4 separate regions of the Mus musculus genome follow, and regions 1, 2 and 3 are each linked to region 4. Evidence: chromatin contacts called from public HiChIP or PLAC-seq and promoter capture Hi-C data. All regions are on one chromosome and are shown on one strand. Each heading gives the region's core, a stretch centred on a gene start, on an enhancer-like site or on the middle of the called end of the contact. The rest is flanking DNA. Distances are from core to core; before and after follow the strand shown. Region 1 overlaps Igf2bp3 (insulin-like growth factor 2 mRNA binding protein 3). Region 2 overlaps Gpnmb (glycoprotein (transmembrane) nmb). Region 3 overlaps Stk31 (serine threonine kinase 31). Region 4 holds the start of Tra2a (transformer 2 alpha).

What was found. Promoter capture Hi-C pulls out the DNA fragments that hold promoters and counts their contacts. HiChIP or PLAC-seq counts read pairs in DNA pulled down with a chosen protein or histone mark.
Region 1: a contact with region 4 is called in a FOXA1 HiChIP or PLAC-seq map of pancreatic cancer cells. The contact joins the enhancer-like site here to the promoter of Tra2a in region 4. A contact is called at or near these places in 4 of 115 datasets of contacts at active chromatin or transcription factors (embryonic limb bud, embryonic stem cells, large pre-B cells and 1 more) and 3 of 9 other capture datasets (adipose tissue, liver and pancreatic islet).
Region 2: a promoter capture Hi-C map of stem cell-derived epiblast-like cells shows a contact between it and region 4, with 3 times the contacts expected there. The contact joins the enhancer-like site here to the promoter of Tra2a in region 4. A contact is called at or near these places in 20 of 39 promoter capture datasets (the 3T3-L1 cell line, 3T3-L1-derived adipocytes, the C10 cell line and 14 more), 2 of 15 datasets of contacts at CTCF or cohesin (CD8 T cells and the NIH/3T3 cell line), 23 of 484 Hi-C or Micro-C datasets (CD4 T cells, CD8 T cells, the G1E-ER4 cell line and 16 more), 22 of 115 datasets of contacts at active chromatin or transcription factors (the 230-238 cell line, the SCID.adh cell line, astrocytes and 15 more) and 5 of 9 other capture datasets (adipose tissue, embryonic stem cells, liver and 2 more).
Region 3: a contact with region 4 is called in an H3K27ac HiChIP or PLAC-seq map of embryonic stem cells, with 7 read pairs. The contact joins the enhancer-like site here to the promoter of Tra2a in region 4. A contact is called at or near these places in 4 of 39 promoter capture datasets (cranial neural crest, liver, macrophages and 1 more), 1 of 15 datasets of contacts at CTCF or cohesin (pro-B cells), 25 of 484 Hi-C or Micro-C datasets (CD4 T cells, CD8 T cells, the G1E-ER4 cell line and 17 more), 10 of 115 datasets of contacts at active chromatin or transcription factors (the 230-238 cell line, CD8 T cells, the HPC-7 cell line and 7 more) and 4 of 9 other capture datasets (adipose tissue, liver, macrophages and 1 more).

The regions. Positions count from the first base shown.
Region 1 is chr6:49,093,068-49,098,717 of GRCm38.p6, forward strand. It overlaps Igf2bp3 (insulin-like growth factor 2 mRNA binding protein 3), which reads right to left. Exons shown (of 15, transcript NM_023670.3): 11 at 1,073-1,189. It also overlaps a transcript of Malsu1 not described here. Among named protein-coding and RNA genes, the nearest start is that of Malsu1, 22 kb to the left of the region's middle. Within about 2 kb of position 4,249, at least 177 of the 459 cell types and tissues checked have an H3K27ac peak or open chromatin away from gene starts, as enhancers often do. A contact at or near this core is called in adipose tissue, pancreatic cancer cells and pancreatic islet, where this site is marked.
Region 2 is chr6:49,051,043-49,057,069 of GRCm38.p6, forward strand. Gpnmb (glycoprotein (transmembrane) nmb) reads left to right here. Exons shown (of 11, transcript NM_053110.4): 8 at 1-84; 9 at 776-984; 10 at 4,579-4,672; 11 at 5,119-6,027. The coding sequence ends at 5,272. Among named protein-coding and RNA genes, the nearest start is that of Gpnmb, 18 kb to the left of the region's middle. Within about 2 kb of position 4,484, at least 28 of the 459 cell types and tissues checked have an H3K27ac peak or open chromatin away from gene starts, as enhancers often do. A contact at or near this core is called in stem cell-derived epiblast-like cells, where this site is marked.
Region 3 is chr6:49,411,770-49,417,270 of GRCm38.p6, forward strand. It overlaps Stk31 (serine threonine kinase 31), which reads left to right. Exons shown (of 24, transcript NM_029916.2): 7 at 5,420-5,501. Among named protein-coding and RNA genes, the nearest start is that of Stk31, 19 kb to the left of the region's middle. Within about 2 kb of position 1,457, at least 8 of the 459 cell types and tissues checked have an H3K27ac peak or open chromatin away from gene starts, as enhancers often do. A contact at or near this core is called in embryonic stem cells, where this site is marked.
Region 4 is chr6:49,262,588-49,268,650 of GRCm38.p6, forward strand. It overlaps Tra2a (transformer 2 alpha), which reads right to left and starts at 1,465. Exons shown (of 8, transcript NM_198102.2): 1 at 1,251-1,465. The coding sequence starts at 1,286.

The DNA.
Region 1 (5,650 bases), core at 2,999-5,498, 170 kb before region 4:
ATGTTGTACAGAAATTGTATTACATCTTTTTTTTTTTTTTTTTCAAATTAAGGGGCTTTTAAAAGTTTCCACTGATGGTTTTCAGAAGAAAGCTATGAACTTATCACACCTGGCAACCTTTGTTTTAATGCAAGAATCCGAGGATGGGGCATGGTTCAGTTGGTAGAATACTTAGATCCCAGCATCCATATGAACAGCCCAGAGCTGGAAAGGGCAGAGACAGGAATCCTGAAACTCACTCGCCCAGCAGCCCACTGAGTCAGTAGGCTGGTCAGTAACACGCTATCTCAGAATATAAAGTGCGTGTGACTGAGGGACCAGCAGACATTAACCTCCATGTATACACATATGCTCAAGCACCCTCTCATCGGTGCGCATGCATGCAAACACCCCTTTTATCTAATAATGAATTGCTTCAACACATCAAAATACAGATTCTGCAGATAGACAGTGATCTCTTTTGACAAACACTAGTGGTCCCACATTTAGACAATAAATGCTTAGTTGACAACACAAAACTTCATTTCCCTGCTGCTCCTCAGCTTTGACTGGCCAAGTTCGGAGAATGGAATATACCAAAAAAAAAAAAAAATCCCACAGCAATGAACTTATGGGAAAGACTTCACTACATGCCCCTGTCCTCATTGGCTGGGTGACAAATGTAGCTCTTTTTGTTTGGTTTGGTTTGTTGGGGTTTTTTTTGGGGGGAGGGCTTTTGGGGTTTTTGTTTGTTAGTTTTGTTTTTCAAGACAAGGCTTCTCTGTGTAAACTAGACTTGCCTCAAACTCAGAGATCTGCCTCCTGAGTGCTAGGATTAAAGCACACCACCGCCCAGCAGACGTGACTCTTAAGAGCTCGGAAAGTGGAGATGAGCTAGAAGGAAGTTGTAAGTCAGATCTCAGAGGTGCCAAGATGTGGTCCAGTTGGCTTCTCCACAGACCAATTTGTCTGAGAGAGATGTTAACTAAGCACAATGAAGCCACTGCTGTAGGGTTCCTGTCATAGTCCTGATTCAGCCCACCACTTTCACTTTCTTGTATAACCAGGAGAGCCACAGTGTGCACAACAGTACCTTAATCGAAGCTCCCGCAAAGCGAGAAAGCTGTTTGATGTGTTGGCCCTGCTTGCCAATGATGGCGCCAACGGACAGGGCGGGAATAAACAGATGCACAGTCTCCGTCTCTGATTGCTGTAAGAAAAGAAAGCCAGGACATGAGTGCTTCTTTGCTGCCAGATAAATCCCCGGCACCTTCCCCTCGGGCACAGGCACTCTCATACAGTAGGAGTGCTCGGCAGGTCATGGAGAACCGTACAGAAGTAGTCGGAGCTTACCTAGCAAGCCAAAGTTGGTCCTAAAAGGACCCGTCATTAAAACCTCACCTTTGCTACACAAGTTTTCCTAAGTCTCAAAACCTCATTGACTTATCCTTTGCCTTCTTTTTTTAATATTTAAAACATGTAGACTACACACCAAGGTGGCTTCAGACTACACATCACAAAGTAGACAGCAGTAAAGGATACGGATGTCCAGAGCTTAGCCGCCCCCTTCTTTCTCTCCTTCCTTCTCCCTCGCCTCCCCTCCCCCCCTCCCCCCCCCCCCAGTCAAGGATGAACACTTGTGCTTGCAAGGCTCTTCTACTGATCTAGGCTTTTAATTCCTAAACAACAGCTCCTACATACGGAGAGAACACACCATTCTATACTTGGCACACATAAGACAGAATTAAAAGGGAAACCCATTTACTTTAGTAACAAAACACTGTAAGACACTTCCCTCCCGCACACTTCTTTGCACTCCCTTGGCATCTTATCCACAAATAGCCAGAAACCATTTTGAAAGCTAAGTCCTTTTTTGTTTGTTTTTTCTGAGACAGGGTTTCTCTGTATAGCCCTGGCTGTCCTGGAACTCACTCTGTAGACCAGGGTGGCCTCGAACTCAGAAATCAGAAAGCTAAGTCCTGAAAGGTTGTGGACAGATGGACTCGTGCTTCCCTGCTTCACACTGGTCACGTGTGCCTTCTCCAGGCTCATGTCACACAGTGGTCACTCAGAGACAGCTCGGTGACCAAATTCCTCACAAGGCCATGCCAAGGTGCAGTGCCAGCAATGGAGCGCGTTCTAATGGAGCAACACCGCTGCTCCCCCAGCTTCTTCTCTAGTCGCCTTCTGACAACAGGAAGCCTGCTCCAGGAAGGCTTAACGTTAGCACCGGTGGGGGTGGAATGAAAATGGCCCCCATAAGGGGTGGGCACTACTGGGAGGTGTGGCCTTGTTGGAGGAAGTGTGTCACTAGGAGATGGGCTGTGGGGTTTCAGAAGCTCAAGCCCAAGCCAGGCCCAGTGGCTCTCTTTTCTTGATGCCTGCCAATCCCGATGTAGAGCTCTCAGCTACCTGTCCAACACCATGCCTGCCTGCATGCTGCCATGCTTTCCACCATTATAATGGACTAAACCTCTGAAACTGTAAGACAGCCCCAATTAAATGTCCTTTACAAGAGGTCATGATGTCTCTTCGCAGCAATAAAACCCTAAGACAGACACCAAAGAGTCGGGGGTGGGGGGGGGGGCACAGGTGTCATGTTGGGCCATGAAGATGTCAGAAAAGAGTGCAAGCAACTGAGATGGAGAAGGAAGCTCAGGCTTAAGGAACCTGCTCCTTGTGGCTGAGATAATTGGACCTATTTCTATTCCTATTTAAACATTTTTGTCACCTATAGTTAGGATAAATTATTGTTCTGGAACCTGCTACATGTAAGAAGTTTGTTTTTGAAAAACATATATAGTGGGGGCTGGAGTCATATCTCAGCTGTTAAAGAGCACTGGCTGCCCTTCCAGAGAACTCAGATTCAACTCCTAGCACCCACACCAGTTCCAAGAGATCCACCCTCTTCTTTTGACCTCTGTAAGCACTGTGCATATGTGCTGCACAGACATACATGCAAGCAAACCACCCATACACATAGACACCACCAACAATTCTGAAATAAAAATACAATGGTGGGAAAAAGGTAAATCACCAATAAGCAATAAAACAAATTTGTGCTTTAAAGAAGATGTTATAGGTTCACATCTCTAGAGATGGAAGGAGCTATTTACAGTAAGAAATTTAAAGATGGGGCATTGGATCTCTGAATTCAAGGACAACCTAGTATACAGAGCTAGTTCCAGCAGAGCCAGGGCTTCATAGAGAAACCCTGTCTCAAAGAAGAAAGAAGCAGGGTATGGTGTGGCTGAATTTTAAACATGAATGACTTGGTGAGAATTTCAGAACTGTCTCTTGAATTAGCTCTGGGAAAGGAACAGCTGAAATGACCAGAGTACAATATCACAACAGCAACAAAGTGCAATGTGAGGAGTCTCTGCTGGCCTGAGCGTGACAGAAGCTGCTGCTCTGAAGGCACGAGGGCCTGCCCAATAGAGCAATCCAAATCTGAAGTAACTGTGCTTTTCATACAGGAGATGGTGCCCCAGACAAACAGTAAGTCATGTGCGCTATTGGCAACATGTCTTCAGTGACTCATCGGCCATCTGAAGCTGGAAGAGGGCGTTTCTGAATATCACCCATCTCCCCTGGCTTCAGTTCTGTTCCCCCAGCCATCTCACTGGCCATAAATTATTTCACAAGGGAATTTTCCTCTGAGGCACAGGCAGCTCGTGGAAACATCTATCCACTTGACTGTCTGTACAGTGTGTTCTCACACGGAATCCAGCATTGAGAAGCTGTTTTCAGGATCTACCCCAGATAAGCACACCATTTCGTCTTGATGGACAGACCTAAGCAGACAGAAGAAAAGCCCCTCAACATCGTCCTTTTGACACACTCACTCCTTGGGTACAAGTTCTCCGCCCTGAACACACATGAGACCCGTTCCTACACACACTTGCTGACACACTCACTCCTTGGGTACAAGTTCTCCGCCCTGAATACACAGGAGACCTGTTCCTACACACACTCTCTGACACACTCACTCCTTGGGTTCACTGCCCTGGACACACAGGAAACCCATTCCTGCATAGACTCTTTGAGGATGAAAGACAGCCACGGGACGCAAGCTACTTCCCAGTGGATTGCTGCCAGATGCCTGTGGCAAAGCTTCCTTCGGACTCTTGGCAAGCGCTGCTCTGTGTCTTGAAATAACGAGAGCAGAGCTGTGAGGCTGAGCATTTGCGTAACTGGTGAAGTCTGCCAGTGAATAATTCCTAATCACCCGCTATCGAGAAGATACACGCAGCAGCAAACAGTGAGGTTAAGTGTATTTACTCTGCAGGCAACACAAACTCGGGCATCACAAAGGCATGGAGACGTGCCTGGCAGCCAAGAGATCAGCCACCAGGAACCTGGCAGGGTGCCATTGTTTTCCTTTGGCCTCTAAGATAGGTACTTGGGGGAGGGAGGAGTTGTTTTTAACTAGATTTGGGTCTGGAACTAAAATGAAGTTTACTCAACTCTATGACCTCAACAGAATACTAAAGCTTAAGAAAGAAAGAAAAAGGAAGTTTTCCCCCATAACCAAGTATGATGCAGTGGTTTACTTGCCTAGAAATGTTTACTGCACCCACAGTGAAAAATCTTAAGGACTACGAGATCCTACCTGGCTTTAGAAGGAGACAGGAACTTGGTCTGGTTCTTAGAGTGCCTCTGGTGACCTACAAAGAATGCTCACTCATCTTTCTTGCCCCTGTACTTTCCACCTCAAGGCCAAACTACTATCTTGGAGCCTTCAGAGAAGAGTGTAAAGAAGCTACCAGGTTTATGAAGACAAGAGCCCACAGGTTGATTCCTGCCAACCCAACTGCAAGCTGCCAACATGGCCAGCGAAGACACCGAGCATGCACGTTGCCAGCTCCAGCTCTTGGCTAGTACTCTGGCTGGCAACTCTCACTTCCCTACTGTTTGGGCATTTCTGAAAGGAGCATTTCCTGTCATTTATAAACGAGGGTCTTGCCAATTAAGTACTGAGTGAACTAGGTTCCAGGCAAGAACTAGAGACTCTCTGAAATCTTTTGAAAGATACATCACTTTGGCTGGTTGGAGAAATCAACCTCACAGGTTCTGGGAGAGAGAATACTTTGGAAGGATGAGTGAGTAGAGATCTGGAATGGAACAGGGGCAAGAAGTTTATCCACAGACAGCCCATTCCTCTCACACAGCAGAAGTAAATAAATCTACATAAAGAAGACAGACAATTCTAAAAGTCCATAAAAAGTCGTGGGGGTGGGGGTGGGGGGTGGTTTACACATCAAAATCTACTTCTCAGGGCTAGGGAGATGTGTTAGTCAATAAATGAAAGCCTGAGTTTGGAAGCCAGCACTTATGAGAAACCAGGCACAGCAGCATGCACCTATACATCTGAGCATCATCTACACAGGGGACTCCCTGGAGCTTACTGGCTGACAGCTGAGCCAGACCAATGAGACCAGATTCAGTGAAAAAAACTTTATTCCAATTTACTCCAAAAAATAAGGTGGAGGGCTACAGAGATGGCTCAGTGGCCCAAAGTACTTGTCACATAAGCATGAGGATCCGAGGCGAGGCAGGCAGCTGCCTCGGACAAGAATGAAGTCTAAGACTGCACCCCCAACTCTGACTTCCACACCTGAGCTGTAGTGCATGTACATCCATACACATGTGCATGCCTACATGTACACAT
Region 2 (6,027 bases), core at 3,234-5,733, 210 kb before region 4:
CATCATGCAGATAGCAGATGTCCCCATGCCCACACCGCAGCCTGCCAACTCCCTGATGGACTTCACTGTGACCTGCAAAGGGGCGTAAGTACAGGCTCGTGACAGAGGAAGGCTAAGTGAGGTCTGAATAAAGGGCTGACCACTAAATCCTTCTGAAGAGGATTTAGACGCCTAAGTATTAGAAACCTCAGATGAGCTGTGTATAGGAGACAGGTGCTTGTCTCTAATCCCAGTCGTCATGAGGGGCTAAGTAAGGCAGGAGACCACGGCTGTATAGTGAGCCTTTCTCTCAATAAATAAATAAATAATAAAATAAATAAATGGGGGGTGGGCATGGTAGAGGGCATCCTAGCATATGAGAAGCCCTGGGTTGGATCCCCATCACTACATAAAGCAGGCATGGACTGCATGCCTGTAATCACAGTACCTAAAGGTGGAGGCTGGACAGTCAGGGACTTAAGGCCATCTTTAACTACATGGTAAGTTTGAAGCCGACCTAACTATATGAGTCCCTGTCTTTAAAAAAGAAAAAGAAAAAAAGAAAGGAAATGCAGAGAGAGAGGAAATGAAAGAAAAGTAAAAGCCCTGCTTAAAATTGTTATTGCATAGTGTCCTGTGTCTATAATCCTAGCACTCAAGAAGCTGAGGCAGGAAGATCACCAGTGCCAGGCCAACAGTGTGAAACCCTGTTTCAAAAATATCACCTCCCCTCCAACTTTGCATTCTTTTCTCCCTCCTGTGATCTATGTGCCCTCACCCCTGTCTCATGTCACAGCACCCCCATGGAAGCCTGTACGATCATCTCCGACCCCACCTGCCAGATCGCCCAGAACCGGGTCTGCAGCCCTGTGGCTGTGGATGGGCTGTGCCTGCTGTCTGTGAGAAGAGCCTTCAATGGGTCTGGCACCTACTGTGTGAATTTCACTCTGGGAGATGATGCAAGCCTGGCCCTCACCAGCACCCTGATCTCTATCCCTGGCAAAGGTGAGGTTTGTTTATAACCTTATGAATGTTTCCTATGGCAGAAGTATACACCCTCGAAGGCTTCACTCGCAGTGTTTATCTCATGGCCAGGTTCTTTGAACCATCACGTGTGCAGTCTGGCTGTCGTTGACTGAGTTGTCACTATGTGGCTTAGGTATGCAGTAACTCACAACAACGTCTACCAGGGCTGTAGCACTGAGAATGAGGTGGAGAGAGCATCTTGCCCTTACAGGTCAGGGCACACTGGCACCTGCCAGAGAGCTGGGGAGGATGTGGGGGGAGAAAGCCACAACGGGGCAGCCAGAGGCTGGGAACATTTCCGTCTCCTGACCTCCGGGAGCTGTGTAGCTAAGGCTGCCCCAGCCCTGTGCCTTTCAGAATTACCTTTAAAATCTTAGCTTGTTCCACATTGTTCCCCTGTACTGGCAAACTGCAGGTTTCCTGTGTGGGCTGTTTTTGTTGTAGTGAGTGACTGAGATCTGAAGGAAGGAGGCTGAGATGGAACATAACAGTGGGGCGCTTTCTTGGCATGAGTGAGCCAACAAGACCAGGCTTCTAATCCAGCATCTTAAGAAAAGAAAAAAAAAACAGGAAACTGGGAGGTGTGGTGTGGGACACATGCCTACCTCCCAGTACTCACGAAATTGATACAGGAGGGTCGCAAGTACAAGTCCAACTCGGGTATAGCACATAACAAAACCTGAGAGAGAGAGAGAGAGAGAGAGAGAGAGAGAGAGAGAGAGAGAGAGAGTGTGTGTTAGTTCAGTCAGTCAAGTGCTTACCTTGCAAGCATGAGAACCAGAGTTCAGATCCCCAGAACCCCCACAAAAAGCCAGGAGTGGTGATGTGCACCTGAAATCCCAACAATGGTAAGATGGGAGGTGGAGACAGACAGACTCCTGGAAGCTCACTCACCGTTCAGTCTAACACACTTGACCAATTTCCAAACCAAAGAGAAAGCCATTCTCAAACAAAAAGAGGAATGACACCCATGGTTTTCCTTTATCTCCACATGTTCACAAGTGCACCCACACCCACACAACCCCCCACACACAACCATGCACACATACAATCATACACACATGCAACCATGCACACACACAACCATTTACACACAACTATGCACACACACAACCATGCACACACGCAATCATGCACACACATGCAACCATACACACACATGCAACCATGCACCCACACAGAGCAGTAAGGAGAAAAGTCAGAAAAAGAAACAAACAAACAAAAAACCCAAAACCAAAACAAAAAACAAAAACAAACAAACAAACGAACGAAAAACCTGTAATCCAGTGAGTGTTCTAACTTATTAACTCAAATTTCAAAATCAGAATTTCAGAAATAGAGAACTCAACCGAAAACTCACTGATATTTAGCTGAAATTCTCTTTATTGATTGATAGTCACTAAGCTGTCTGCTTCATGCTCAGCACAGAGCTCTGCACAAGACAGAAGTCACTGACTAAGGAACAAAACAGGGAGGACCCCTGCTTCCCTGAGCAGTAACAGATGTTATAGGAAAACGTTTAGACCAATTCAATTTCACAGTTTGTTTAAGCACCAAACTGAGCAACACTGGAGTCAGAAGTGGCCCAGACCAGATCCCATTGACAGCTCCCCAAACTGGCTGTCAGAACCTAGGAGCAACCATTGCTGACTGCTAATTGAGGCCTGGAGTCAATCAATTAAGCTGCTTATGGTTGACTGAAACTTAATTGTTTTTTGTTTTAAAGGATTTGGGGTGTGGGTGTGTGCATGTGTGTGTGTGTGTGTGTGTGTGTGTGCTCTCAAGATCGTGTGCACATGTATGTGCATACAGGTGCCCACAGAGGCCAGGGGAGGCTGTCGAAGGACCTGGATCTGGATTTACAGTTGGTTGTGAACATCTAGACATGATTACTCAAAGAACTCAGATCCTCTGCAAAAGCAACTGTGCCCTTGACTGCTGAGCCAACCTCCCAGCTTCTTGGCTGTTGGTTTTTGATGTTACTTGGGGTTTTTGTTTGTTTATTTTTTGAGATTTTTTTTTTCTTTTTTGGTTTTTCGAGACAGGGTTTCTCTGTGTAGCCCTGGCTGTCCTGGAACTCACTCTGTAGACCAGGCTGGCCTCGAACTCAGAAATCCACCTGCCTCTGCCTCCCAAGTGCTGGGATTAAAGGCGTCTGCCACCACTGCCCGGCTTTTTGAGATGTTTTAAATTTTATTTTATGTGTGTGTGTATTTTGCCTGCATAGACATCTGTGTACCACACTGGTACAGTTCCTGTAGAGTCCAGAAGAGGGCATCAGATCCCCTTGAAACTGGGTTATTGTGCTGCCATGTGGGTGCTGGGAATTGACCCCAAGTCCTCTGAAGAGCAGTTAGTGCTCATATGCACTGAACCATCTCTCCAGCCCCTTGTTTTTTGTTTTGAGTGTGTATGTGTGTATGTGTGTGTGTGTGAGTGTGTGTATGTGTGTGTGTGAGTGTGTGTGAGTGAGTGTGTGTATGTGTGTGTGAGTGTGTGTGTGAGTGTGTGTGTGAGTGTGTGTGTGAGTATGTGTGTGTGTGAGTGTGTGTGTGAGTGTGTGTGTGAGTGTGTGTGTGTGAGTGTGTGTGTGAGTATGTGTGTGTGAGTATGTGTGTGTGTGTGTGTTTGTGAGTGTGTGGGGTGGTGGTGGTGTTGCTTACCTATGAATTTGTCAGTTAGGTCCCAACTCAAAATATATAATCAGACTTATTTTAAACCCAGGCAAGAAACAAATTAACAAGATGGTATCTTGAAGAGAAAAAAAAAAACAGTCAGAGGAAGGAGAGGAGGGAGCTTGGAGTGGAGGTGAAGGCAGTGGTTAGAGCCCTAGACAGGGTGTGGGACAAGTCTTGCTGTTCTGTAATACCATCTTGGTAGAGGGCCTCCTGGGAACTAAGACCTAAACATAAACAGTGAAATCACACCAAGGCTACTGTTAGAGTCTTTGAAGTTTCATTCTGTAAGCAAGGGTGAGGCATTCACCTGTGAGAAGATCTTATCATCACATGATGGAAAGACAATTGTAATCGGTAAAGAGGACCTTCTAGGAGGGGTCTGGAGGACCAGATGGTGACAGTGGCAGAGCAGAGGCAGCTCGGATGACCAGATATGCTTTGGGATGGAGACAGAACTGGCTGGTTACAGAGGAGAAAGAAGACAAAGTGTCTGCCTTTGTGGTCATTGGTACAGATGAGACGAGGGAAGGAATAAGACACAATGTGACCCAGGCCTAGGAAGAGGCAGGCAGGGTAGTGACAGAGGAGAGATGGTTCCCTCTGAAACGCTCGAGGGCACAGGGCGACTGAGGAAACCTGAGAGAAGCCAGGGAAGGGCTGTCCCAGCAGGGGCTGTGCACGGTTCACAGAATTTCAGAGGTTTTAGGACAGGGGCAAGCACAGAGCCTGAGATGAGGCCAGAGGCCAGCACAATGGAGTGTGAGAGCCTTTTAGCCCCTTGGTGTTGAAAGCAGTTGAAAGCGGTTGCTCGTTTATTCAATAGCATCACAAGCAGATGTCCTCCAACCATGGAGGAATGCAGCCTAACTCATGCAGTTTTCCTTCTGCTTTAAAGACCCAGACTCCCCTCTGAGAGCAGTGAATGGTGTCCTGATCTCCATCGGCTGCCTGGCTGTGCTTGTCACCATGGTTACCATCTTGCTGTACAAGTAAGTTTCTGATTTTAACACTTTACATCTCTATAGCAGATAGTCAAAAGCAAATAGCATTCGTCTGTATGAATGTGCCATTTTCCTTTCTTCCTTTTAAATATTATGTGTATGAGAGGAAATGTGGTCCATCGAACCACAAATACCAAACTGGGACCTATTAATTTTACTATGGCTTGGGATTTGTTTGTTTTAATCCTGAAAGTGCTACCAGATGTCAGTAACTTGACAAAATTGGTTTTTGTAATGTTTAACGAAATCTCAAAGTGAGTGCTTCTTGCTTGAAGAGAAAATAGCTATACTCTCCTGTGATGCTGGTGTGTTCCAAGCGACAGACTGGGTTGGGTGGAATTCGCTCTTTTGCACCTGTCATGAGAAACGCTATAGAAAGGAATTTAGTTCAGCTGAAGATATTTTTAAAGTCCTGTCCAACACATTGTTTTCAGAAAACACAAGGCGTACAAGCCAATAGGAAACTGCCCCAGGAACACGGTCAAGGGCAAGGGCCTGAGTGTTCTCCTCAGTCACGCGAAAGCCCCGTTCTTCCGAGGAGACCAGGAGAAGGATCCATTGCTCCAGGACAAGCCAAGGACACTCTAAGTCTTTGGCCTTCCCTCTGACCAGGAACCCACTCTTCTGTGCATGTATGTGAGCTGTGCAGAAGTATGTGGCTGGGAACTGTTGTTCTCTAAGGATTATTGTAAAATGTATATCGTGGCTTAGGGAGTGTGGTTAAATAGCATTTTAGAGAAGACATGGGAAGACTTAGTGTTTCTTCCCATCTGTATTGTGGTTTTTACACTGTTCGTGGGGTGGACACGCTGTGTCTGAAGGGGAGGTGGGGTCACTGCTACTTAAGGTCCTAGGTTAACTGGGGGAGATACCACAGATGCCTCAGCTTTCCACATAACATGGGCATGAACCCAGCTAATCACCACCTGAAGGCCATGCTTCATCTGCCTTCCAACTCACTGAGCATGCCTGAGCTCCTGACAAAATTATAATGGGCCCGGGCTTTGTGTATGGTGCGTGTGTGTACATATTCTACTCATTAAAAAGGCAGTCTAATAAGCTGTGTGATTATTATATTGGGGAGAAAATTTTCCCTGTGTAGTTCAGTGAACTACCCATCCATTCATTTATCCATGGACACTTATAAAGCATGTGGTGGGCTGCACTTGACCTATGAGACCTTGTCTATTCTATACCAGCAGACCCTTAATAGCAACCAAGTGAGATCTGAGAGTCCAGACTGTATCTACCTTGATGAAGGTAGACAACTGGATAAATATGATGGTATTATAGAATGACTGCTCATTTTTGAGGCATTGTGGAGGACCAACATTCAGTCTGGT
Region 3 (5,501 bases), core at 207-2,706, 150 kb after region 4:
GTTGTAAGGTAGGTAGAAGTATACTATATCTGATTGTTTCTCCAGTGACTTTACAAATTTGCAAAATACAGGTAAGCATTATGTTATCTATGTAACAAAACCTTTTCCAGTGAATGGGCAGGACAAGGCAACTTCCGGAACTACTATCTCATAACAGATCAGTGGGTTCCAAAGATAACCTTGGTGAAACACCTGAAAGTCAGTTGTCATCCATCCTCAGCAAGTGTCAGGTGAGCCTAGAAGTTCACAACTAAGATGATAACTAAGGTTGAAATGAGCAAGGTCTAATACAGCATGGAAAGGTTCCATCAATTTGCTTCCTCCAAAGATCAAGGTCAGGTACAAAGCATAGATAGGAGGTGCTAACTTAATTTGTTCTCTGTAATCCTTGGCGATTCTCTCTGAACTATTATGTTTACATGACCTGGAGCCTGTTCTGGGAGCCTCCCTCATTTCTCCACACCTGATCAACTCAGTGGATTTGACTTAGTCGGCTCAGACATACTCAAGGCCAAAGGTAAATGTGGCCCTGCTTTCCCGCTGCACCTCTGGCTCACTAGGTCAGAGTGACCCTGGGTTGGCACATGCCTCCAGCCTCCCATTCACCATCCCTGGCTGTCGGGGCAGTTCTAGCTGGGCGAACAGTCTACACCCCAGCTTTATCTTTTGCTGTGTCCCCTCCTTGGTCTGGGGGATCACCCACTCCTGGGACAGGCTTGTGTGCTTCATCTGTATTCTGTCAAGGATGTCTTCTCCTTAGGCAGATGCTCCTTAGCACACAATGCCTTTCTATCAGATTTTTCCTTAGCAACCCTAGCTCAACATAAATACTACTTCACCTAGAAGAACCTAGACAGGCCTCTTTTTCTGCTTAACCTTAAAAGAATATTTCTCCTTTAGCTTCTTTTATTTTTCAGATACTCTTTACATGTTGGTCTAAGTTACTGACATCTGCCATAGCCTTTCTTACTTTATAAAGATCTTGCTACACCAAAGGACTCAGCAAAGACACTAAAGCTTGATACTAGCCTTGAGGTCCCTTTGCTTAACTTCTCTGTGAACAGAGTTCTATCTGGGCCAGTGAACTGGGGTTCAAATATAGCCTCCCTATTCTTAGTTCCCTTAATAGTACCTTCCTCTTCTCTACGAACTTCCAGTTTTTGATATTTATGGAGACTTTGGATAGAGATAACTGTAGGCTACTTGAACCGGGTTCCTGAAAGGGAGGCTGGGGCTGCATGGGAGAAAATGGTGAGAGAAATAACGAGACCAAGACAAAGATACTGATCAAAGCCCAAAATTTACTTAAGAGTCTGAGCTTATAAAGTGGGGGGTGGGGTGGGGGGAACCCATCCCATCCCCCATCACACCAGGATCTCCTTTCATCTGGATAGAGTCAGGAGAACAGGTTCAGCATCTCAGCAGGTAGCTGCATCTTGGAGAAAATGGCAGAGGTGGCAGAACAATAGACCTATCTAGGTTGGAAGACTCCACCCTAGGTGGTCTTGTTCATAGAGGAGGAACAGGTCTGAGCCAGCCTGCTCAAGGCTGGGGGAGGCTACAATTCCTCCCTAATTATATAATAAAAATTAGCTGTACTGGGACTTAAAATTTACTTATGCTCCATGGTCCTGCCTGGGAATTATGGTGGCTGGCGGCCACGCATGTCTTAGGATTGTGGTCTTCAAATAACTTATTCTTATCCATCCTCGGGAGCATGTGCAGCTTGTTTGTGTTTATTTGCACAAACACAGCTCTGTGGTGTTGTTATGTACATATGTATATATAGACTATTAGTATATAAATTAAAGCTTGATTTTTCAACATTTTAAAACACTGGCTACAGCACACAATTTAATTATCTGTGCTGAAGCAGGAGGAAACTCAAAAGAATAAACATGTGATCCAATCACATATACTTTTCTCCCATAGAAGGGCTGTTTTTAAATACAGTAGATGTAGTCTTTATGGGATGCATGCATGCATAAATTTACAGAAAATACAAAAGCATGCATAGAAGCAATCTTTAACAACTTATCTTTTGGATAATAATTATCAGTTTTACCTAGAAAGTCTATGCAGTAGGCCAAATATCAATATTCTGCAATAACCAATTTAATTGCTGTTTGGAACAAAGAACAGATGCCTCGTCAGGTTTTTAAGACACATTTTTGTTGTTGTTGTTGTTGTTTTTCTAAAATTCCTTCATGATTTTATCTTACAATTCTTTATTAGCACCACAGCAATGTCATAATAGGATGTTAAAACTTTACTTGGAGATGAAGAAAGATGATTTTACATTAATGTTCTCTTTTGCCAAAGAATTGCTGTGGGCACACTGAGTAACAATAACTAAAATAAGCAGCTAATATTTGATTACCATTGATTAAAATTGATAACAATTAATTATAAAAGCTTCCTCTACTTTCTGCAAAGCCTTTTGTTTCTCACCAGTTAATTTGCCTCTCCGTTGATAACATCCAACAAAGGCTTAAGTCACCTTAAGGCATTAAGGTAAGGTCTTAGCCAATTAACATCTCCTGGAAGCTTTTGAAAATAATTTGAAGTAAGCAAATCATCTTTTCTTTCTTAAATTTTCTGTACCACAATCTTTCTAGGATAACTAAGACCCTAAATATTAAAAAGATATTGCCTTTGAATATTTTCTGGCTCATCAGCTACTCTCCAGAACTTTAAAGCTCATTGTGTGAGAGGAAAGAGTTGAAGTAATATATTCCATTTAAGAAACAATATACACTGAAGGATTCAAAGTCTTATCTTCTTATATTGAAGTAGAGACAGAAAAAAAATTTTTTTTCTTATATAACATAAGGCTACTAGCCATACCTAGAGGCAAAACTTTCCAATGATCACAAGCTCACTGGTAGCAAACCCTTTACAATGCAAAGGAAAAAACAACCTTCCAAATCTATAATAATTCTATATGTACTAGGCAAGCCAGATTGTAATGCCTCTATAAGCTCTACAGCCTCATTGACTTTTCATAAATCTAAAATTTAAACTTTATTTTGAATAATACCTGGATAGATCTGTAATAATGTTTTAGCTTAAAAATAATATTCCCCAGAGGCAAGGAGAGGTGAGGTCCCAAGAACTTCCCTAGGCAGGGTTTGCAAAACAGAAGAAATGCCACACAAGCCTCTCTGAAGCTCCCCTGAGCTTTGCATTAATTCAAATGTAATTATTTCTTAATCTGAGCATACTGCCTGAGTCCTGGCCCAAACAAAGATTATTCCTCTTGCAGTGAGGACAGATTCCAGAATTTTAAAGTTTCTTTTGCAATATTAGAATATAACTATAACTTTTGGAAAGCAAAACCCAATTTTAAACAATTTTTCTTAAAAATCAATACCAGAAACATCACTTTCACATTACAAAATTTGGCTGCCAATTTGTACATATGAATGCATGACAGTGCAAATTTTAATGATTTATTAAAGAGACATTGTTTTAAATCTTATCTCTTATAAGTCTACTTTCTAGGATAAAAATTACATAAAATATTATCCCAATTTAGAAGTATCCTTAGAGGTCTAGTTTCCTGGGCTGGTTTATGCCACGTGTGATTGTTTAAAATGACTCTAACCCTGAGTTACCAATTTTAAGCTAACTTTCTTGTTACCAATGTTACACCTTTTTAATCATACCCAATAACTTATAAGCCAATACTTTGACCAAGACATGCAGAGCATGTTTATTGTTAACAAGAATTAAGGTTCTCAACAGTAAAAGTTCCTGGTAAAATGAAGTCTTAAGATGCTTTCCAATCTCAAATACATTTTATTACACCTTTTCTCAGTGTGGTGTGTTGGTAATAATGAAAAGTTAGGAAGTAGCTAGTTTCTCATATGATGGTGCTGATAAATGGCCTCCTTAAAGTTCTGTTTAAGGGAGATTTGAATAAATGTTTCCTAGTGTTTCACATTTTGTAATTTAAATTTGGTGATTTAAAAAAAGATCCTGGTATTTTGTAATTGAAATTCTTTAACATTTATTTACTATATGTATATGTACATGTATGGGGAAGCATGTGGCATGGCATATGTGGAAATCAGAGGACTTGTGAGAATTGTTTTTCTCCTTTCACCATGTGGCTTCTGAAGATTAAATTTAGATTGCCCGATGTGGTAGCAAGCCCACTGAGCCATAATGTAGCATCTGTTTTGTGTTTTGAGATTCTACTTCTTTGTTCTTGTTTTAGTTTAAAATCAAAGTATCTGACTTTGCCTTTAAAATAATTATGTTTTGTTGAATTCCTTTTAGAGGTGCCAGAATTCTTTTTAAAACGATAGCTCCTTAGGACATCATCCCAGCCAGGCATGCTGGCAATCACACCTTTAATTCCAGCACTAGGGAGGCAGAGACAGGCAGGTATCAAGGCAGAGTTCAAGGCCAGCCTGTTCTACAGAGCAAGTTCCAGGAAAGCCAGGGCTACACAAAGAAACCCTGTCTTGAAAAACAAAACAAAACCAACAAACAAAAGAACAGCATTACATTTAGTTGGAGCCAAGACAGTAACATTTTTTTCTAGTATATTTAATTAGCATTCATTAAAACATTTATAAATATGGTTGAATATTAGCTTTACTTCTGGAAAAGGATGTTTTCACACACATTGTAATACTGGAAAAAGTATAACGTAAAAGCAAAATTCTGGGCCTTTAGGCCCAGGCTTGAGAATGTGACCTCTGTGACTCAATGCTCCAAGGTATGCTAATCATAAAACAGATAGCGACATTCCTCCACCCACCAGCTTCCTGGGTTCAAGGAGTGTTCATTCAAAGAAAGTCACCCTGACCCACCCTGACCATTGCTGGAACCTGCTATGCAAATGTGCTATTGTTAGGGGCTCTTAGAAACTGTCTTGAAAAATAACCCATACAATTACCAGGTATTCCTCGTGACTCTTGTGACTTTGCACTTCCTTGTGACTCTTAACTGGTAATTTTGGTATTTTCCAACAATGCTCTCCCTACCTCCTTGAGTTGTGGTTTCTTCCTTTAAATACCCCCTTACCCAGCTACTCTCCTTGAGTTGTGGTTTCTTCCTTTAAATACCCCCTTACCCAGCTACTCGGGGTGCCATGGTCCTCTACCCCTGGGTGGTGTATGACTGTGGGCCCGAGAGCGCTCTTGAAATAAAAAGTCCTCTTGCAGTTTGCAGCAAGACTGTTTCTCGTGAGTGATTTGGGGTGTCACCTCTCCTGAGTCAGAAAGTGGGAGAGTCCTCACGTTGTGGGTCTTTCAATACATTGGATACATACTTTAATAAGTCAACAACAAACTAAGATTCCTTGTATATAGGTTTTAGGAAAAAGAAATACAATGCTTGGAAACAATAGAAACAAAGTAAGTGAGAAAAGTATCAATGGCTTATGTCTTTTTTCCTATCTTTTTAGGGTAGAACATTTTTGGGGAGTTTGATTTTTGAAAAAGAAATTAAAATGAGAATAAAAGCAACATATCAAGATGGAACAGTTA
Region 4 (6,063 bases), core at 215-2,714:
AAAGCCCTCCAGCGGCTTTTTTCCACCCGCCCCTCCTCCACTAGAATACCAACACAACTGCCAGCCCTCGAGTACCATGGGACTTTTGTTTCCCTTTTTTTTCCTTCCATGGTTTTACCAGGACTCACTTCCATTAATTTCCAATACTAGGGTAACTTCGGAATAAAACTCAAAAACCGGTAACGTTCTAATAATATACTCAAGCTTTGTGAATATACGGTTTATACTCACAAGACCTCAGATAACCAAAGTCTTGAGTCCCTTTTCCGGGGAATGGGTGAGAAAAACGGGGGAGGGTCTGTAAATTTCAGGTATAATCTTTTGAGTTAACAATGATTAGCTTTTTTCTTTTCTTTTTTGAAAACTGAGGCAAGAAATTTGTTCAGTTACGTAAGGTTTAAAGTAAGATGTCTTGGCAGTTTAGCCATAAAGATCTGTAAAGGAGTTTTCAGAGGAATGGTCACAGGAAGGAAAGCTTTGGAAGTTGAGACATAAAGAACCCAACATCTAGCTGTTAGGAAAACAGGCGTCACTGCATTTCCACATTCATTTAGAAGCGAAAGGAAAGAGGACATTAAGGGGAAAGGCTCTTGCGTAGTTTTCCCTTCCCCGCTCGCTCTCGTCTTAAGGACTCTTAAGGGTCGCTGCGGTCGTTGACTAACCACTTCACTGGGCTCGTCCCACCTTCAACCTCAAGGCTTTCGCCTTTACAGACGCGACGCCGCCGGTTCCGACGGAGACGCGGCCGCTCACTGCAACAGAGAGCCAAGGAGACAACAGGCCCCAGCTAGTCCCGCGCCAGCGATTCCCCGCCCGGACAGCAGCCCCGCGCACTTCTGACCCCGAGACCCCGCTGCGATGGCCGGAGGAGGGGTGGTGGTGGCCCGAGATGCCACCGCAGGAAGCACCTACCACTATCCGGCCGGAGGGAGCGCCCCGCCGCCTCCTGCCCCACCGCGCCGGGGACCCGCACCTCGGAGCAGAGATGGGAAGCTGAGAGGAAAGGGAGCGACAGGAGAGGATAGGACCAGGCCAGGTACCAGTCAGCCGCCAGAAAGGAGCGCTGCGGGCTAGTGGGGCATCTGGGCACGCAGGGGGACCCCGAAGCCATCTTGGGACGTGACGCGCTCGCGGTGGCCCTCAAGGCTGCTCCTGAGGGCCCCGCCACCTCGCCCGACCGACCGCGCTCGTCCCCGAGCCCCGGAGCATCGGGCCGCCGCCGAAGACGGCTCCCGCGGCTTTGTACTCACTCTGCCCTCGAAGTTGTTCTCCTCTACATCACTCATGTCGGCCAGGCGCTCCCGAGAACTAAATAAGAGATATGTCTCGGCTCGAGGGCCGACGGCCTAGTCACCGCGCTGTTCGGACTGTGGGGAGGAAGAAGGCGACGGCTACAACGGCCAGTGCGTTCCACTCCCACCAGCTCGCACGTTCAGGCAAAATGGCGCCCGTGCCGCCAGAAACCTCCTGGTGTCCCCGGCGCCTGACGTCAAGGGGCGGACCTGTGATGACGTCGTCGCGAACCCCGCCTCCGCCCCGGGAGGCTTTGTGTCCGCCTGGCCTAGCGCGGGAGATTGGCGGGTTTCAAGAGCTTGCTGTTTGGCGTTGGGTCGGTTTGTCCTCCGGGTGCTGGAATTAAAGGCGTGTGTCATCGCCTGGCTTTGCCTGTGGGGTTTTGTTCTTGAGTTTTTTTGGTTTTGTTCTCTTTAGGTATGGAACTCAGGTCTTTCTTGCATAGCAAAACAAACCAACCAAAAACAAGCAAACAAAAACCCAACAAACAAACCGACTTTTCCAGCTGAGTTTTCCTTATCCCCAGTATCTGCCCCCCCCCCTTTTTTTTTTTTTGGTTTGGTTTTTTTACAGAGACAGGGTTTCTCTGTATAGCCTTGGCTGTCCTGGAACTCACTTTGTAGGCCAGGCTGGCCTCGAACTCAGAAATCTGCCTGCCTCTGCCTTCCGAGTGCTGGGATTAAAGGCGTGAGCCACCACGCCCGGCTAGTATCTGCCCTTTTAAACGTTGAAATAACAATATATACACAGATGGGGTTATACTGAAAAGCCATGAGTTTCTCACTCTTCTCTGCTTCCAAACCTCAAGACAGGGTTTCTGTGTAACCCTGGCTGTCCTGGAACTCCCTCTGTAGACCAGGCTGGCCTGGAACTCACAGAAATCTGCCTGCCTCTGCCTCCCAAGTTCTGGGAATAAAGGCATGAGCTCCCACCACAGCGGGGGGCATTTTAATTGAAGTTCCCTCCTCTCAGGTGACCTTATCTGTGCCAAGTTGATAGAAAATTATCCAGCACACCTAGCATGTACTAGGCTCTGGGTTTAGTCCTCAACACTGTAGAACATGTAAATAAATAAAAATAAATTGGGGGAATATATTGTTTGGCAACATTAGTATCCATACTTCTTGCTCTAGAAAAATAAGGAACACCAGCACAAATAATGAATTCACAAAGACCTGAAATAGCTGGGTGTGGTGATCTGTGCCTGTGATCCCACCACTTAGGCGTCTAGAAGGAAGGACTGTTGGAAGTTCCAGCCAACCTGAGATATAAAAAGAGAGCCTATCAGAAATGTCAGAGAGCTAGTTATCAAACTCTTTAAAAAAAAAAAGATTTATTATATGTAAGTACACTGTAGCTGTCTTCAGACACACCAGAAGAGGGTGTTAGATCTCATTATGGATGGCTGTGAACCACCATGTGGTTGCTGGGATTTGAACTCAGGACCTTCAGAAGAGCAGTCAGTGCTCTTAACCGCTGAGCTATCCCTCCAGCCCCCATTATTAAACTCTTAATGGTTTGGACTCAGCCACAACAGGAAGATTTATGTTGTGAATATCAGCAAATCATTTTTCTTCCTCTTTCTTTCAGAGAGCTCATTATTAAATACTTACCCTTCTATTCATGTAATATCATGTAAGTTAATATGTAGTGTTATTTTGTAAGTGCATTTAGAACAGCACATTCCTGATTTACTATATTGTTGTTTCTTCAATTTTTTATTGGATATTTTCTTTATTTACATTTCAAATGTTTTCCCCTTTCCAGGTCTCCCATTCTGAAACCCCCACCACCACCACCCCATCCCCTGCCTCTGTGAGGGTGTTCCCCCATCCACCCACCCACCCACTCCTGTCTTCCTGCCCTGGCATTCCCCTACACTGGGGCATCAAACCCCTTCTCTCCTCCCACTGATGTCCAACAAGGCCATCCTCTGCCACATATATGGCCAGCGCCATGGGGCCCTCCATGTGTATTCTTTGGTTGGTGGTCCAGCTCCCTGGGAGCTCAGTGGGTGGGGGTGGGGGAGAGGTCTGGCCTGTTGTCACTGTTGCTCCCTCCTTGGGGCTGCAAAGCCCTTGTGTGTTTCTTTCTTTCCTTTTTTTTTTTTTTTTTTTTGGGTTTTTTTTTTTGTTTGTTTGTTTGTTTTTTTGTTTTTTTGTTTTTTTTTTGGTTTTTCAAAACAGGGTTTCTCTGTATAGCCCTGGCTGTCCTGGAGCTCACTTTGTAGACCAGGCTGGCCTCAAACTCAGAAATCCGCTTGCCTCTGCCGCCCGAGTGCTGGGATTAAAGGTGTGCGCCACCATGCCAGGCTCCCTTGTGTGTTTCTAATTTAACTCCCCAACAGCACTGTGGGTTTTATTCGTGTTTTGAGATGGAGTCTCCCTGTGTAGCTCAGGATAGAGTTGAATGCATGACCATTCCTGCATCAGCCTATCGTGTGCTTGGGTTACAGGCATGCAACATCACATCCCCTCTAGCTCACGATATTGTGATAAGATGCATTGAAGTTGATATGTGCAACTCTCATTTTCTTCAATAATAATGTTGCCCTGCTTCACCTGCAAGATCCATAAAGATAGATATTCCTTTAAGAAAAAAGCGTTAGGGCTGGGACTGTAGCTCAGTGGTAGACTATGTGCTTCCCATATGCAATGCCTTGTATCTTTTGTTTTTATTTTTTTGTTTTTCTATCTGGCCTGTACTTTCAAGGGAGATGGAAGAGAATTGCTACAAGTTCAAGTCCAGCTTTGGACTTTATGATAAATCCTAAGCTGCACAGTGAGTATCTGCCTCAAGACAACAACAAATGAAAAATGTTAGTTAATGTAGAAAATAATAGATTTCAGAGCTGAAGAGATAGTGATTAAAGCACTGGGTGCTCTTCCAAAGGCCCTGGATTCAATCCCCAAGCACCCACATGGTAGCTCATACCCATCTATAGCTCCAGTTTCAGGGGACTTGATAACCTTCATCTAGTCTCTATGGAGACCAGGCATGTTTGTGGTGCTTAGACATACATGCAGGAAAAACACTCATTCAAGCAAAATACAATAAAAATAATTTTAAAAAGAAAATAAATTTCTATGACATTTCATACATATATTAGTAGACCTTGTTCATATTTCTCTCTTGCTATCCTTCCCCATTATCTCTTCCTTTAGGGATCCTTCTCACAACTAGTTCCTTGCAGACACACACACACACACACACACACACACACACACACCAGTTTCTGTTCCACATATATATGGGGGAGGGGTGAATCTGTGGCCACTGAGACCAACAGTGTATTGATCCACTGGAGGCCACAAGGAAATCTGGTTCAACAGAACTAAGTAGCTGGGATTGGCTCAAAACTCCCCGAGTCTGACTTCAGGCGATTTATTTTAGGCATATTTAAACACAGCACAATTTTAGAAAAATGCTTCCTGATAATTACCGCAGTCCCGCGTGTATCACAAAGTCTAAGGCATGTCTACAATGAAAATCTTTGTAAAGCGTATGACCTCTTCCATAAAGATGAGTTCCATAGATTGACTACTGCTGTATAAATTATATTTAATCTCAATCCAGGGTTTCTACCTCATCTTAGATCGTTTAGTTCCCAGATAAAAGTGCACAACAGTTATAATTTTCATAAGCTTTAATCAGAACAAGAGCTGGGCAGATATCTGTCCTCTGCGCTATTATGTCTATTTCCCAGACAATAATCCCATTACATAATTTGTCATGTTTCTTCAGGGCTGCTCTTAACTCCAATTAGCCAATCCACATGGCCATTATTTTAAGATCCTTATCCTGCGGTAGCTTCTCTGCTATTTTCCTTCTCTTTCCACCTCATGGTTCTCCTTTGACCCCAAGCACTGGAACATTAAACTCCACCCATCTCTCTTCTGTCCAGCTATAGGCTGTAGGCACCTTTATTCACCAATCAGGAATAACTTGGGGGGCAAGGTCACTTAGCATTACTTGGATCTGAGTTCGGTCTCTAGGAGCAACCAGTATTTAGTAGAGCAAAAGACTAAACCTCAACAGACTATCTGTAACCGTTTAAGGATCCGGAGGAGGTGTGGTCTCAGTCACACAGTGCAGAGGTCACCAGGCTATCAAACACTTCTGCTCCCATTTGTAAAGTACAAGTCCAGGGCTCACAACCACCCGTAATGAGATCTGACACCCTCTTTTGGTACATCTGAAGACAGCTACAGTGTACCTATTTATAATAATAAATAAATCTTTGGGCCAGAGGGAGCGGGGTTGACTGGAGCGAGCAGAGGTCCTAAAATTCAATTCCCAACACCCACATGAAGGCTCACAACCATTTGTACAGCTACAGTGTACTCATATACATAAAAAAAAAAAGTACATGCCCACATCTCCCAGAAGGATAAGTGCTACAGATTGACTGAGAAACAGTGCTCAAGATAAGGGTCTGGGAGCATTCCTGAGATAAACATAAAAGTCAGGGGAGCCAGGTGTGGCCTTGTCCTAAGGTTAGCACAGAAGTCACCAGGCGATTAAACCACACCTGAAATGGAAACTTCTAGTTTTGGGGGAAGTTAGTTGTGCCAAATGATGGTTTGCTGGGGCACACAGGTGAAAGGATGTGTGGATATAGTTGGCACGTGAAAGGACACATGACACGTGATGAAGGAGTATAAATATGACCCTACAGACAGTAGGAGCACTGAGCCTTGGTATGGTTTGCTCTGCCTCGCTATTCTTTGCTAAGGATAAGGATGCATTGGTTCCCCTTACATAGTGTTG